Linked DNA regions of Ovis aries: region 2 is linked to region 1. Evidence: chromatin contacts called from public Hi-C data. All regions are on one chromosome and are shown on one strand. Each heading gives the region's core, a stretch centred on a gene start, on an enhancer-like site or on the middle of the called end of the contact. The rest is flanking DNA. Distances are from core to core; before and after follow the strand shown.

Region 1 (4,127 bases), core at 520-3,019:
AAGTTACCTCTTTATGTGTTTGTCTCTCCAGCTAGATCCTAAGCTAACTAAGAGTAGTGACCATGTGTTAGTCTTGCCAGTATTGTTAATATTTGGTCCCTACTAGCCCATTAGACAGAGAAGGCAATGGCACCCGACTCCAGCACTCTTGCCTGGAAAATCCCATGGACAGAGGAGCCTGGTGGGCTGCAGTCCATGGGGTCACCAAGAGTCGGACATGACTGCGCGACTTCGCTTTCACTTTTCACTTTCCTGCACTGGAGAAGGAAATGGCAACCCACTCCAGTGGGAGAATCCCAGGGATGGGGGAGCCTGGTGGGCTGCGGTCTATGGGGCCGCACAGAGTCGGACACGACTGAAGCGACTTAGCAGCAGCAGCAGCCCATTAGAAATTATCAATAAATACTATTAAAATAAAGGTTGTGTAGTATATTACAAAATTAAACACTAGCACCAAGTGAACTAAGGTAGAATACCTACAGCGCCACTGTGTGAGATCAGACAAATTGCTTAACTATTCTGTGCCTGAGCTTCCTCCTTTATAGAATAGGTATAATAATATAATCTACCTTATCAGATTATTACAGAATTAAATGAATTAAATTAAGAAATGTAAGATGATTTATACGTGTGCTTAATAAACATAATTTTTCTATAATAAATATTATTAATTCTTAATAAATGTTAGTTTTCATTAAACTAGAAAACTGAGCCGCCCTTTCATATATTCAAACCAGTTCCAAAGCAGGCTCTGTCATCTATAGAGCAGACATCTGCGGAAGAGACGCTCTTCCACATGTGGCGCCATTTGCCGCTTCTGCAGACGATCAGTATCCTTCTGATCTTGTTCATTCAGTCCCCCAGGAAGCCACTACCAGTTCACTGGTGTTCACATAAGCCATGGAGAATTACCTGCTATTCTTGCTCTTTTTCTGCTCTCAGCCCAGATTTCAAACAAACATGGACTAGGCTGAGATAGCTAGGGGTATATAACAAATGGAAGTTCAGATTGAAGGTCAGAGGCAGTTAGCCAGGCCTCCAACAGGCTTGAGTGACTTGGCGATTTCAGACTGAGCCACGCTCTGAGTCCCCATTACCCTGCTGCCCATCGGCCCAGCTCCCCACGCGGCAGCCTCACCTTATGGAACTGTGGCGGGTATATGCGAGCAGCCCCGTGGTTCAGCAGCAGCTGGTAGCAGATCTCAGGCTGCGCGGCGGGCCGCACGGAGGTGACCTTCAGCACGTACTGGATGGCCGCGCAGCCGTTGATGTCCATGAGGTTGGCCTCTGCGCCAGCCTCCAGCATCATGTGCATGAGCACGTGGTCGCAGTTCCAGGCTGCCTTGTGGAGCGGAGATTTAAAGTCGTCATCCCGGGCGTTGACCTCCGCCTTGTAGTCCAGCAGCATGCGGCAGATGAGGTGATGATCCCGGCTGTATTCCTGCTCTTTGAAGCGGAGGGCCCAGTAGGTTGCGATGGCCAGTGGGGTCTCCATGTGGGCGTTCACACTGTCCACGATGGCCCCGTGCTCCACGTAGAAGGCCACCAGCTCAGGGAGGCCGAAGTGGGCAGCGGTGTGCAAGGGCGTCTCCTCATCCTGGTTGTTGGTCTTCATGTTCACGTTCGCCCCTAGAAAGGGAGGTTGAAGCAGACAATTATTTAAACATATTTTCCCATTACTCACAAGGCTCATTAAACAGGCCTTTTCTCGCTGCTTCCGACTACCCATTTTTCCAAGTTCCATTTCTGGACCCCATGGGAGCCACTGCTTTGAAACGACAGTGCCACCTTCTGGGCAAGCAGTAAATATATGGGGTGATGGGAGATTGGGACCGTGCGCTGCAGCATTGCCGGTTGAGTTCTAGTTCCTACTCCTAGGTGGATTGGCAAATACGAAGTGATTCTGATAACCAAATAGCTTTTATCTATTTTATCTTTTATCTAGCTTTTATCTAAAATAGCAAGTACTAAAAAATAAATAAATAAAGGTTATATCACAATCTTTGAGGCTTATATGTTGTATGTGTGGCTTTAAAAGTCATCAATTTCTTGATGAAATTTCTTAAACATCATGTCATTTTTTTTTTCTTCCCAAGCAGCTAAACCTGAAAACTTGGTACAAGGGAACTTTAGTGGTATAGAAGTTCAGTCTTCTGACTGAACACTGACAACATCAAGCCGCTGAATTCTATGAGGCTCCTTTGGAACGCAACTGGAGCAAAAATAAATACTCTAATGACCAAACTAGACTAAAGGCCACATTTTGAAAGGAAAATAATAGAAGCTGGGAAAATAAAACACGCATCGAAAAAAAAAGAAAGACTGTTAACGTGCAATTTATCGTCGACAACGGCTATTTAGAAATACAAATTATGAGTGCTTGGAAATCTCCTTAGAAATTACTTAATCCAATCACTTATTTAACAGACCAGGAAAATGAGTAAATTTTATTTTTTTCTGATTGGAAAGTTAAGTACTAGAATGATCAATCTGAGAAACTGAAATTTTCCTTCTCATCCTAGTTTAATTGGGGTAAGCTAAATGACCTGGGGATCTACTCTATAATCAGTTTTATTGGAAATGTTTATAGTCACTTCAAGGATAAATCTGGGAAGACTTATATCATTATTATTATTAAGGTAGCAACTAATATTTATTAAGCACTTGCCATGTACAACATTCTGGGCTAAATGCTTTTCATATTCCTCATGGAATCTCCCTAGCAACTCTTCGCAGGAGGTGCATTTTTATCCCAGTTTTACAGATGAAGAAAGTTGTACTTAGGCTAATACCTATTCCAGGCTAAGAAGCAATAGAACAGAAGTTTGAAAGCAGACAGCCTGGCTTCATAATCTCTCACCACTGTGCCATTCTACCTCATTAATTTCTTTACAATTTTTTGTTTGCTTTGCTGTCTTTGGATATTTGGAAACTTGAAAGCAACAGAGAAGTCATGTTGCATTTTGTTAATTTAAAAAATCTGTTCTCCATGTGTTGCTCCTGTATGCCGTTTTTCACGGCATCCTCTGACCATATGGAACACATTTAAGAAAGGGGATACTCCTACCAGCTTGCCTGCTGTCTAATACAAAATCCACCCCCTAGTGAGGTTTCTGAAAGCGCATTGTTCTGTAAAGCCTGAGACTGTCTCTGCTCCTAACTTCAGACAGCAGAATTATAAGCAAAGATGGTCCCTCATGAAGATCTGCCATCCATGTTCATCAGGATTCCACCCTGGAGCAGCTCTGGGTCAGAGCTTTCTGGTCAGCCTTTCTGTGCCCTAGAGTGAAATGAAATGAATGTCTTCCCAGAAGCCGGTGCAGGGTCACTTCAGACACTGGAGAATTTCCAGTAAGAAAGGGAATCAGAGGGTCAGGGTGAAATTTACAGGCCAACCTGGAACAAACCACATCCTTTATTTTTTAATGCATTTGGACATTTACAATGGATCCTTGACCTCTTGCTACAACTAAATACACTGCATGGTTTGTTTTCCTGAATCGGAGAGCCTTGTTTTTATATTTGAATTGTGTCTTTGAGTGAACTTTTTCAGGAACTACACATAAAGTAGAATGATTTGACTACTTCTATTTAAAATTTTGTGATTTATTCAAGAAATTAGAGACCATAAATTCTTGGGAATGTAAAAATATATACATCTTTAATGTGAAAATGTGTACTGGCTTCCTAGAGCTGCCAATCAAATGCCACAAACTAGGTGGCTACAAACAACAGAAATTTGTACACGAGTCTAGAGATCAGAAGTGCAATTGAAGAGTCGGTAAAGGTGGCTATTTCTGAGAGAGTTTAAAGGGGGACTCTGTCTCGTGCCTCGCTCTGAGCTTCTGGTGATGGCTAGCAATCCTTGGTGTGCCTCAGCTTGTGAATGTACCCTCCAGGGGCCGCCGCCATATTCACGTGGTCCTCTCTGTGTCTTCACAAGGCTGTCTTCTTACAGAGACACCAGTCGTACTGCAACAAGGGCCCGTGCTGCTCCACTCATCTTAATGAATTACATCGGCAACAACCCCATATCCAAACAAGGTCACACACTGACCTGCCAGAGATGAGGACTTCAGCATATCTTCTTTTTAGGGGGCCAAACAGGGGACACAATTCCACCCATA
Region 2 (4,249 bases), core at 1,447-3,946, 200 kb before region 1:
TGAAGTAAGTCAGCAAGATGGATGGACCTCGAGATTATCATACTAAGTGAAGTAAGCCAGAGAAAGCCAAACAGCATATGATATCACTTGTAGGTGGGATCTAAAATATGACATAAGTAAACGTTTCTACAAAACAGAGACAGACTCACGGATATAGAGGACAGATTCATGTTGCCAAGGGGGCAAGGGGATGGGGGGCAATGGATTGAGGGTTTGGGATTAACAGACACAAACTATTAAGTGTAGTGGAGATAAACAACAAGGTCCTGTATAGCACGGGGAAGTATATTCAGTATCCTGTAGTACACCAGAACAGAAAAGAGTGTGGAAAAAAGATGCGCATAACTGAGTCACTTTTGCTGTATAGAAAAAACGAACCCAATATGGCAAATCAACTATACTTCAATAAAATAAATGTAAAAAACACTGTGAGCCATTCGCCTGTGATATATACATGGATGTGTGTGTGTTAGTCACTCGGTCACGTCCGACTCTGTGCAATCCTATGGACTGTAGCTGACCAGGTTTCTCTGTCCATGGGATTCTCCAGGCAAGAATACTGGAGTGGGTTGCCATTCCCTTCTCCGGGGGATCTTCCCGACCCAGGGATTGAACCCGGGTCTCTTGCATCACAGGTGAATGTTTTACTGTCTGAACCACCAGGGAAGCTCCCCCGTCCCAATTTCCAGATACTATAAAAATTTAGTTTTTGAGGAGTAAACTGAGGAACACCAATCCCTATGTATGTATGTGTGTATATATATATATATACACACACATATGGATAGCCTATTTCTTGTTTTACAGAATAGATGCTGTGGATCTGAGATACTAAGTGCCTTTACCTGTAGCCCTGCCGCTGGGAGGAACAAACAGTGAGTGAGAGAGCCACTATCTGTAACCAGTCCTAAGGTCTAAGCTTTCAATATGCTTATATGAAAAATTAGGCTCACAATAACTAGCAACCCTAATGGGAAAAATTACCCTCCTCCCCTGTGCCCTGGTCAGCTTATTCTGACGTTCCCTCCCTCCCCACCCTCATCCCAGAAAAGCACAAAGAAAACAAACTGAAATATTCTGCTTGTCCTCTAGGTGGCACTGTTAACCACAGGATGTTTCTTTCCAGCCCTGCAACTTGATCTCTTAAGACTGGAAAGAATCAGATATTCTAGAAGATGGAGTCCAGTCTACACACAATGCAGTCTAAGGACCCCCGCTCACAGGTTTAGAGTTCTGTATCTCCAACATAGAAGTTAGGGTTCTTTTCAACTAAAATTTTATTCACCTCATTTTTTAATAGCTTGTACTTTTATAGGTTTCAAAAATTTAAATGTACAAAAAAAATCTTATTTGAAAATAAACTCTTTATCCATCTATGTAGCATTTATGGTAGCATTCTGTTTTAGGTCTATTCTTCTAGAGATGTTAATATATATGCAACCAAATAGAAACACATTCTTCTCCCCATCCATTTTTAATGCCAGTTATTCACATTCATTTGCCTGTTTCTTTGCTTTCTTTTTCTTTTACACAGCTATATATTACGGAGTGCTTTTCATAAGCGGTTCCTGAAGAAATTTATTCCTTTTAAGAGATTTCACATCCTCCACTGGGTGGATGAAACGGATTCTCCCTGGAGGAACATTTAGTTTGATTCCTATTGTTTGTATTTCCAAACAATGCTCCACTGAATAACCTTGTCCCTGCCTCATTTTGTGTGGGAGGCTATATATCTGTGGGACAAGTTACACAATAGCATAATTACTGGGTCAAAGGATATATGTATTTGCAGTTTAACAAATATGCCTTTTATCCGCTTTAGGGAAGATTAAACTCACTTTCTCACTAGTACAATAATATATTTCCTCTCAGTTTGACCAACATAATATGTGATCGACTTAACTTTTATATTTTGTCATTGCAATAGATGGAAACGCTATCTCATTTTAAATTCATAACTTTATAACGGAGTGAAGTTGAGTAGCTTTCAATAGACAGCCTTAGAAATGATTAGGGGTCTTTCAGTTACAAGCAAAACGAAAACATAAGCCCCTCCATCTGGCTTTAGAGAAAGGAATTTACTGTCTTTACAACTGAAAAGTTGGGGGTAAACTCAGAGGTCCCAGGGTGCCTGGATACAAAGGGTCCGAACGCCCTCACTTGCTTTCTCTCTCTCACTTTTCCCCTTTTCTCTACCTCCCTCTCTCCAGGCTCCCTTCCTTTGCTGGCCAGGGAGGCTCCAGAACTGCACCCTCATCTCTTCTCCTGTGGGCTGCATTTATTTAGCATCTAACCTCCTGTGGTTGCAAGTTCAGAGGCCTGGGGTTGTCAGAAGCATTGAGCAATCATGGACCATTTTGGGGGGCAGCACTCTTTAAGTGACACAAATTCACTTAAAATATTAGTAAGCAACAACATGACAAGGTCTAAGTCGTCCACATTTTACAAGTGAAGAAACTATGCTTTTTAAAGATATAAAAAGATATGAAAGATATAGCTCTTTGCCTAGAGCTACCCAGTGAATGATAGGGACAGTATTACTATCCAGGTGCATCTGACAGTGAATGTCCAGTGATTAGCTACATGCTTTTGTTCAGGAGCTCCAATGGAAAAATCAATCACCACCTCAATCCAGGCCCATCCATTGACTCCGAATAAACAAAAAAAAGAAAAACCGAAATGGAAAATTCTGGATGTGTCCTGTAGGTGCCACCATCACCATGGGCTATCTCTTTTCCACTGTGTAGCACGGATCTCTTTAAGGCTGAAATTCTAGAAGATGGAAGAAAACTGCTCTTTATATTTATGCAACTGACATTTTGCACTGGCATCTCACATATAATTTAGAATTCTGGATCTCCGCTATGTTGTTATTGTGTCTTTCTTTCTAAAAAGTATGCACTGAAAATATTTGTGAAGAGTTTATGTAGTTCCAAAAAAAATTTAAATACAGTGGAATAAAATGTATACAGTGAAAAAAATCTCTTTCCCCATCTTATCCCTTAAATTCCATGTTCCATTGCCCCTTCCTCATGGATAACTACAGTTTTATTTTTCCTGAGACAACCATGTACATGCAAGCCAATAAGAAAATATATTTCCTTTCTTCTCTGTTTATATATGTATTATACAAATATTAGCACTTAAACATTTTCTCTTAACGTATGTTGAAGATATGTTCATATTAGCAAAAAGGAAATTCTTTTACAACTTCATATATTCCCCTGTATAATTTTACCTTATTTTTCATTTATCCAGACCCTATTGATGGACATTTATATTGATGTTTTCCTGTTACAAACAATGCAGTAATGGATAAAAGCTTCTTCGTTGTAAATGTATAAAATAGTTGTAGAATAAATCCTAGAAGTGAAATTGTTGAGTTAAAAGGTAAATGTATTTGTAATTTCAGTGAACATTTCCAAATTGCCTTCCACTTGATGGTATCATTTTAGCACTCCCACTAACAGTCCTTGCTCCATAAATTGGACAATTACAGTGAATTATCCAGTTATTGGACATTTGCAGGTCTGATAGGTAAAAACTGGTATATTTGTGCAGTTGTATTTCTTCTATTTCAAGTGAAATTAAGCAATTTTTCATCGATGAAAACCCTGTGTGTTTAGTTGAGTTTTTTTCACTTTTAGAAAAATGTGAGGTTTAGAAATCCCAACTCATAGAAACTGAAGCAAGAGGAAGAAATCTGTATTCACATAACTGGACATGGATGTTCTTGGATTTCAAGATCTCTTACTCTCTGCCCTCAATTCAGCTCAGTCAGTCATGTCCGACTCTTTGCGATCCTATGGACAGCAGCATGCCAGCCTTTCCTGTCCATCACCAACTCCCAGAGCTTGGTCAAACTCATGTCCATTGAGTCGGTGGTGGACCATCTCATCCTATGTTGTCCCCTTCTCCACCTGGCTTGAATCTTTCCCAGTATCAGGGTCTTTTCCAATGAGTCAGTTCTTTGCATCAGGTGGCCAAAGTATTGGAGCTTCAGCTTCAGCATCAGTCCTTCCAATGAATATTCAGACTGATTTCCTTTAGGATTGACTGGCTTGATCTCCTTGCAGCCCAAACAACTCTCGAGAGTTTCTCCAACACCACAGTTCAAAAGCATCAGTTCTTCGGTGCACAGCTTTCTTCACAGTCCAACTCTCAACATCCATACACAACTACTGGAAAAAACCATAGCTTTGATTAGATCAACCTTTGTGGGTAAAGTAATGTCTCTGCTTTTAAATAT

The links. Hi-C and Micro-C count contacts between places; a contact is called where the count stands out from the background.
Region 2: a contact with region 1 is called in a Hi-C map of tail adipose tissue, with 13 times the contacts expected there. The contact joins two enhancer-like sites. A contact is called at or near these places in 11 of 16 Hi-C or Micro-C datasets (hypothalamus, liver, mesenteric adipose tissue and 6 more).

What each region holds. Positions count from the first base shown.
Region 1 is chr4:13,584,848-13,588,974 of ARS-UI_Ramb_v3.0, reverse strand. It overlaps ASB4 (ankyrin repeat and SOCS box containing 4), which reads right to left. Exons shown (of 8, transcript XM_060414490.1): 6 at 1,139-1,629. Among named protein-coding and RNA genes, the nearest start is that of PDK4, 91 kb to the left of the region's middle. Within about 2 kb of position 1,769, at least 7 of the 54 cell types and tissues checked have an H3K27ac peak or open chromatin away from gene starts, as enhancers often do.
Region 2 is chr4:13,788,033-13,792,281 of ARS-UI_Ramb_v3.0, reverse strand. No RefSeq gene overlaps it. Among named protein-coding and RNA genes, the nearest start is that of DYNC1I1, 15 kb to the left of the region's middle. Within about 2 kb of position 2,696, at least 10 of the 54 cell types and tissues checked have an H3K27ac peak or open chromatin away from gene starts, as enhancers often do.